2 separate regions of the Mus musculus genome follow, and region 1 is linked to region 2. Evidence: chromatin contacts called from public HiChIP or PLAC-seq data. All regions are on one chromosome and are shown on one strand. Each heading gives the region's core, a stretch centred on a gene start, on an enhancer-like site or on the middle of the called end of the contact. The rest is flanking DNA. Distances are from core to core; before and after follow the strand shown. Region 1 overlaps Plbd1 (phospholipase B domain containing 1). Region 2 has its middle 15 kb from the start of Ddx47.

Region 1 (4,087 bases), core at 1,041-3,540, 1.6 Mb after region 2:
GAAACTTCTGGAATCTGTAGATGAAGCGACAGATGCTTCTCGAGTAACTAGCAGTGACAGCTGTCTGTCACTCCCTCATTTGCACTTTGTCTGAGTACTTTTCACCCTGTTTTAAGTGTGAGTAAGCCTCTTTATGTTCTGGCGAATGGCATACAGAAGCAGCTTGTTGTAGCAGTTCACTTTACACGGTGGCTCTGTCCCTGGCTCCAGGCTCCAGTCCATCCTTCTACATCTGCAGAGTGCTTTCTGTACTGTGTGATGCAGTATGACTTTATGAAAGGAACAGAGCTTTCTTCCTTGGAAATACCTGTTGGGATAGCATTTGCCTCACAGAGCAGTGTTCCCCCCCCCCCCACCTATGCCAGATAAAGGATACTTTTGCAAGCGTGAGGCATCTCTTCAGAGCTCTCTTCCAGTGTTGGACAGGTGTTCTGGGGGCTTGCTCCAATCGCTTTAAATATCCTCCCAGTTGCCACTTAGTGTGACATGGCAGGGATGCCCATTTCTTCCCTGGTGTCTCCCAGTACTGTCTGATTTAGAATGCTCTGTGTGGCATCCTCTCTTGACAGGCTGTGATTTCACCCCGTAGGTACCACAAAGAAAGCCTTTCAAGTGTTCTCCTGACTCCGTAGGCCATTTCCGTATCCTCAATATGGTCAAATTTTCCCACTTCCCAGTGATTGGGTGGCCTGGTTGGCTCTCATGGAACTACACATGTCCTTGTGCTATAGGCAATAACTGTGTAATCATGTGTGAGTCTGTCTTCCTTAATCATTTTCAGGGCAAATGGCTTTAAAAAAATATTTAAGGGACACATAAAGATTAGAGCAATTATGAGGGGTTTGTTGGAGCAGGAGACTAATTTGTAAAACTCATCGCCTTGAGTCAGCAGAGAGGGAGGAGGTGAAGTCACTGCTCCCATCTGCCAATGACTGTCATGTTTGAGCTTTTGTTTTGTGTTTTCTATGTTAGCCTTACTCTGAATACCTACCTATCATTTAAATATTTAAATGTATTTTCTCTCCCTTCTTCTTTTTGTAAATAAGGGAACAAAGCAATCAAACACCTTCTGGGGGATCCTAGCTTGAGGATTTTATCAACCATTTCAAATGTAAATGTGAAAATCAGTCCCTGTAGGAAACTCGCATCCGAATTTCTGTTTGTTGCAGTTGAAAATGTAAATAAGATGCTGTAAGACCCTCCTTAAGGTCTAATGCTAACTGGGCAGTAGCAGGTTGGTTGCCCTATTTTTATTAGGTTTTGAAGGTTTTCATTTTCTTTCTTTCCTAAATGTACAGTAGAATGGTGTCCGTGTGTAAGTGTCGACTGTAGTGGGGTTTGTCCAGCAAGCCTGAACTTTATACTTTGAAATAAATGACTGAGTTTTTAACATTCTGAGTACCCTGACTCATTCCAAGAGTTCTCAGTCCTTGTGTTTCTTTAAAAACTCCCACTTCCATCACAAAAACCCCTTGCTCCCTGTTCAGTGCCTTGTTCAGCAGTTCCCTCCCTGGTACTCCACCCAGATGTTGTGCCCTGGCTTTGGGAAAGTAGGAGTTACACAGAACTGCTACTTGGTTAGATACGGTGTTTTCAACTAGTGAGAGAGAACAGCATGTCTAACCTGCTGCCCATTAACAACCAGGAAGGATCCTTCCCCTGTTAGCAGCAGGGGAAGGAGAAAGACCGCGGGAAATGCAGGTGTCTCTAACAGGCCTTCGTCCTGCCTCCAGCTCCACTTGAACTTGGTTCTAGCTTGAACTGTGATTGATGTTTGCAGGCCTAAAAGGAGAACAGTGAACTGAGACAGGGTTTCTGTATCCTTCTGTGTATTTGTTTCATACATGTTTATTCTGTAGCTTTCTACCCTTCAGGAAATGTTTGCTGTTAAACAACTCTATGGAAAATGGATGTGTGTAGGGCGATGGACCATGCCAGGAAACTTGGTAAGGTTGCGTGGGTTCTGAGACCCAGGTACCCATCTGCGGATTGTAGGCATCTCCCTGCTCCCTGCCATATTCCTGGCCTGGAACACATGACCACGCTCCCCACAGTGGTCTTGTAGATCAGAACAGAGTTCTCCATGCTAATGAAATAGCTGGATGGGCCCTGGGCGTTTAGCCAATTAGCTTCCCTTCTCAGACATTCCTTCCTGCAAAAGGTACCTAATCTCTGGTCCATCCTGAGGAAGTGGTGTTTTCCATGATGAACAGTCAATAAACAATTTGAAACCAAGGACTGACTCATCAAGAACTCCCATGGGCAGCAAGGAGACAGGCTTCATCTACAGAGCCTCGCTGTCCAAGTCTCTGGCAGAAGGCCCCTTCAGCTCCCTGACTCACTGCTGCTAGGCTAGAGTTCCCCCATTCATTCCCCAGCGCCCATGGGCCCCCAACTCCCCGTGACTGCTAATGGCATCTGGATGTCCAGTTTAGGAGCCCCTGGCCCAGGGCTCCTCAGGAGTCAGGGAGCTGCAGCCCCAGCCTATGTCGTGTCTCACTTGGGCTGAGGCCCCATCCAAGGCTGCGTTCTTCCACCTCGAGTGGTGAATCGGCACTTGGCATTTCGCCCGACCAAGCGGCATTCCCAGCAAGGCTAAACGCAGGACCACAGATGGGAATTTAATATTTTTTATTAAGAGTACAGATGGGAAAATACAGCTAAGAGTGCCTTTGGTGTCCTATTCGCAGCTTTCTGTCATCTCTATGTCTCACTTTTTGTCCTATGACAAAATTGGTTTCATGGTAACAAAATTAAAGTCAAAGACTTCTGGCATCCCCCGATGGAGCGTGTCATTGAACCGATTCCAGTTAAAAGGCGGGAGTCCATCTTGTACCGTGGGACCACTAATGGCATAGGCTTTATACTGAGATGCAAGAAAGATGTCTGCCACCTGGAAAAAGAGAGGAAAACATTTGAGAAGACCATCTAAAATTTGACTGTGTAATCTTCATTCGCCCTTCTTAAGGTGGAGTGTGGTTTGTTTATTTTATTTAACGAGTATTTGTCTATGAGAGTATATATGTGTACCAAGCCTGCAGTACCAGTAGAAGCCTGAAGAGGGTAGTAGATATCCCAGAATTGGAGTTCAGATGGTTGTTAGCCAGCGTATGAATGCTGAGAATCTACCAAAAATCTGTAGAGCCAGGTGTAGTTATATACAAAGCTGCTTCCTGAATTTAATATGTGGTTGGACAAACTGGGTTATGCTACAAAAACATCTTGCCTCTGGCCTAACTCCTTGTTAGGAGTAAATTGGAAAGCATCAGAGTGTCTATTACCTTGGTGTCATAGCATCCTCCAGGGCTTGGACTGGCTCCATTCAGGTCCTCACGACAGCAGATGGTACTGCAGGGATCCCCCTTGCTGTAGGGGTCCTCTTTATAATCTAGGAGACACAGTGGTGAGGAAGAAGAGATATGGGCTACTCTGAGATATACTTAGCAAGATTTTGTATCTATCCATGCCTGGGTCATTAAAGAGCATATCCCACTGGCCTCCCCAGCCCAGCCTGCTTCTAGATACAGAGATCGCTTGAGGATTGCACTAGGAAGTACAAATCCCCAGTCCTGGGGCAGCCCCGAAGAACCATACCCCAAAGAGGAAAGGGGGAGGGGATGGAGAAGGAGAAAGAGAGAGAGGGAGAAGGTAACTCTCACCACTTTCCACAGATGAAGTACAAACTAGGCTTGGAAAGTCTTCACCAAAAGAAAGCACTTAATGAGTATTCTTAGCTGCCTTTGTACTTGGGAGGTGTGCTAGCAGGAGGCCGGGTGATGCTAAGGAGATAGCCCTATGTGGATTATTTCTGTATTTTACATGTTTGTGTTCTTGTTTTTTCTTTTTAGGGGGAGTGGGATGTGATGGGTCAGGCAAAAATAAAATCTGTAGAGCCAGGTGTGGTTCCAACACTCAGGAGGCAGGGCCGGGTTGATGAAGAATTCAGTTTTTGTGTCTGTATCTGTGCTAACAAGGCTGTGTGCACATAAGCATACCATGGTGTGCTTGTGGAGGTCAGAAGAAAAGCTGTGCAAGTCAGTTCTCTCCTTCTACTGTGTGGGTCTAGAGGGTCAAACTCAGGTCAGTA
Region 2 (3,671 bases), core at 64-2,563:
AAAGAAATTAGAGACTAGGCTGTGGCAATTCTAATCCAGAGTTCTTGAGGTGAAACCTAGCCTTGGGGCAGATAATAAAAGGGTGTGAGTCACTCTTGGGCTGGAATGACAAGAGACTCAGCCCAAGCACTGGAGATTCAAGGGTGACCCACACCTACATTCTTTATGCCTCACCTGTCTCAAGAATGCACTAAAACTACAGCTAAAAATAACTGCAGAAACTTGAGGTCTGGGAAGTATCGCCAAACAGTCACACCTAAGTAGACAAGAGCTCTGGGCCATGATTGAAGACAAGAACATGCTCAGCTGGAGGCCACACAGTCTGTAGGACCCTCATACCTGTTGATACCGCTGGAGCTTGTCTTAGAGACTTTGTTGCTGTGAGGAGACATCATATAAAAGGAAGCATTTATTGGGGGCTTGCTTATAGTTTCGGGATTATGCCATGATCATCAAGCTAGGGAACATGGCAGTAGCTAAGTGCTTAGATCTGATCCACAAACAGGAGGCAGAACGAAGGAGATTAGGCCTGGAATGGGCGTTCGAAGCCTCCAAGTTTACCTCCAGTGACACACCTGTTGCAACAAGGACACGCCGCCTAATTCTTCCCAAACACCTCCATGCATTGGGGGCCATTCTCAAACCATGGTAGAGCTTTCGTCTGCTTACAGCCATCTGTTCATCTGATACCAGTAATCTCAGATTTTAGGAGGAAGAAGCAGGAAGATCAGGAGTTCAAGGCCAGCATCAGCTGCGTAGGTAGTTTGGAGCCAGCCTGGGCTACGTGGAAACCCCATCTTTTGGAAAACAGAGCCAGTGAGGTGGCTCAGCAGGTAAAGGCACTTGCTACTAAACCTGAGGACCTGAGATTGATCCCCCCAGGACTCATATAATGAGAGAACTGACTCACAGAACTTCCTCTTAATCTCTTAACATCCTGTGATAGTTTCCACCCTACCTCTGATAAATAGATGCAAAAAAATTTTAGGTCAAAAGACCCAAACAAAAGCACATACACAAACCAAAAAAACAAAACCAAATTTGATTCCAAATCTCAGTCCTTATATGATGTGTATGTGTGTCTTTTGTATGCATTTCACATTATACACTCAACAAGCACTTACTGAACGAAAGGAATCAGCCAGTGGTGGCAGTATTGCATTTCCTTAAATGTGCTCCACATAACAAATGAGTGTTATGCCTATAAGCTTTCAGATGCCAACTTAGTTTCCAATGGGCAACCATTAAGAGAGGATAACAGAACATCTTCGTTTTCACCGGTAGATGGCAGAAGGGGGAAATGCTCGCCCTCACTTCCTCTGTGGGAAAAAATAGTTACTAGTGAGCAGTGACTGGGGTGCAGTGCAGAATCAAAGGGCACACAGTGTACTCTTGTGTGGCCTGCAGTGACTAAGGGGTAGCAATCAGGGCAGGTATGAGAAGTACCTATAGGTATCTGAAGGGTGATAGTCTTTAACAGGACTGCCAGGCCAGGCCTGGGGTGTTTCCTCACAGGTAGAGAGCTTGCCTTTTGTGTGCAGGGATCTCTGGGTTACCCAGACTCTAGGACTGGGAGAACTAAATGCTGTATAAAATGCAGCCTTGCTCTGTTCCCTGGTCCCTATCTGTGCTAGCTTTCCATTTGTGCTAAAGTCTCCCCTGCCTATCTAGGTATTGATAGGTCACCAACTCCTGGTTCTCCCCCTCCAGTCTGGAGCCTGGGAATACAGGCATTTCCTTCCCAATGCACAGTGTGTATGAGAGTAAGTTGTTCAGGGTCTTGAATCCTCTTTCACGATATATCCCTCTGTTTTGCTGTACCCTCATCCAGGCCAGTCCATAGCTTTCACTTGTCCATGTTATCTCATGGCTTGGTGCCAGGGAGCTAGTGAGTCACTTATTCTTTTTGTCTTTGGCCCAAAGTGATGGGGACTTGTCCTCCATCCAAAAGAATGATAGCAGCAGTCAGGCATGATGGTCAGCAATATTGGGCTGTGGGCCTGAGGGCATAGCTCAATGGCAAAGGCTGTGTTTACATGCACGTGGCTCTGGGTTTGATTCCTGGCATTAAAAAGAAAATGAGAGGCTGGACAGACGTCTCAGCTGCTGAAGTGCTTGCTGTACAAGTAGGAGGGCCTGAGTTCAGATCCCCGGAACTCATGAACAGTTGGTGTGGTGGCCTGTGCCTGTGATCACAGCACTTGGGAAGGGAGGCTGGACATCTGGGACTCTCTAGCCAGTCAGTGTAGTCAATTGGTGAACTCTAGGTTCAATGAGAAACTCTGTCTCAAAAACAAAAAAATATGGTTGTGGGCTTGTGGGGTGATTTAGTGGGTAAAGGAGCTTTCTGCCAAGCCTAACTATCTGAGCTTGGTCCTTGAGACCCATATGATAGGAAGAGCAATCAAGGAAGACACTGGATGTTGACCTCTGGCCTACACACACACACACACACACACACACACACACACACACACACACACACACGAGTGAGCCTTCCCATGTTCAAAACACATACCCTTATACCCACACACACCATACCACCCCAGAGATAGAGATGAGAGAGAGAGAGAGAGAGAGAGAGAGAGAGAGAGAGAGAGTGTGTTACAGAACAGAGACAAAGTGTTTTATATATATCTTTATAAATTTATAAAAAGTATATATATACAGATATGTGTGTGTACATATATATTATTTTACCTCCCAGCCTTGAACACTGGCTCTTTCCCCTCCATTCTCTGAAGATGAGTCCTCTGGTGACTCTACCTTGCTGCCTGACATCTCAGAAACTCGCCAGTCCAGGCTATTAAACCCAGTGCCACCTTCAAGCCAATGCTCTCCTTGTGATTTTCAGTGAGTCAAGAGAGCAGAGACCATGACAAGTTTTCTTGATTGCCACGTTTTTCTTAACTCAGTCAGGGTTGTTTTAGACACACGATGGCGAACAATGAGGTTGTGGCCAGCCTGCTGGGTCTTGGCACTCTTGGGTCCTGACACCCATCATTTCCCTTGCTGGAGGCCATGACTCAGTTTTTGAGGAAACTTCTGAAAAGCTTGTTTGTGATACTCCTTCTTGGTCACCCCTTATTCTGTGTTTACTTCTTTGAATTTTCCCAAGGAGATTCAAGAATCATATAGGGAGCCGAGAGTTGCCGCTAATAGAGTTGAACCAAGGCTTCTGTTGGCGTTTGTTGGTTTTCGTGGATTTCAGAGGATGAGGGTTCAGGGAGTGGGTGGAGAGCTCAGTCCTTTAATCCCAGTACTCAGAAAGCCAAGGCAAGAGGAGTGTGTGTAGCCTAGGCTGGCCTACATGGGAGAAGGCTGGTGAGGTTGATCAGGAGCTAAAGGCTAAGCTTTACAGAGCGACTTTAGTTACTGAGACCTACATAGCAGGAAGAGAAAACAGACGATGCAAACTGTCCTCTGATTGCCACATGCACGCCTTGGTGATAAGTGGGCATGTGCATAGATAGCTAGCTAGACAGACAGACAGACAGACAGACAGACAGACAGACAGATGTTAGGATAAAAATATTTAGAAAAAGAGAGGGAAAAGAAATAGATTTGAAATTTGGTCTCTACCCCAATATCCTCAAGAAGTCTCACATACAATCTGAATTTTAGGCTTCACACGACGTAACATCAACAGAGTCTGCTCGTGCTACCTTAGG

What was found. HiChIP or PLAC-seq counts read pairs in DNA pulled down with a chosen protein or histone mark.
Region 1: a contact with region 2 is called in an HNF4G HiChIP or PLAC-seq map of pancreatic cancer cells. The contact joins two enhancer-like sites. A contact is called at or near these places in 4 of 39 promoter capture datasets (the 3T3-L1 cell line, hippocampal neurons, liver and 1 more) and 1 of 115 datasets of contacts at active chromatin or transcription factors (pancreatic cancer cells).

The regions. Positions count from the first base shown.
Region 1 is chr6:136,609,456-136,613,542 of GRCm38.p6, forward strand. It overlaps Plbd1 (phospholipase B domain containing 1), which reads right to left. Exons shown (of 11, transcript NM_025806.2): 10 at 3,282-3,388; 11 at 2,616-2,893. The coding sequence ends at 2,723. It also overlaps a transcript of Atf7ip not described here. Among named protein-coding and RNA genes, the nearest start is that of Gm40409, 19 kb to the right of the region's middle. Within about 2 kb of position 2,291, at least 20 of the 459 cell types and tissues checked have an H3K27ac peak or open chromatin away from gene starts, as enhancers often do. A contact at or near this core is called in pancreatic cancer cells, where this site is marked.
Region 2 is chr6:135,025,103-135,028,773 of GRCm38.p6, forward strand. No RefSeq gene overlaps it. Among named protein-coding and RNA genes, the nearest start is that of Ddx47, 15 kb to the left of the region's middle. Within about 2 kb of position 1,314, at least 69 of the 459 cell types and tissues checked have an H3K27ac peak or open chromatin away from gene starts, as enhancers often do. A contact at or near this core is called in pancreatic cancer cells, where this site is marked.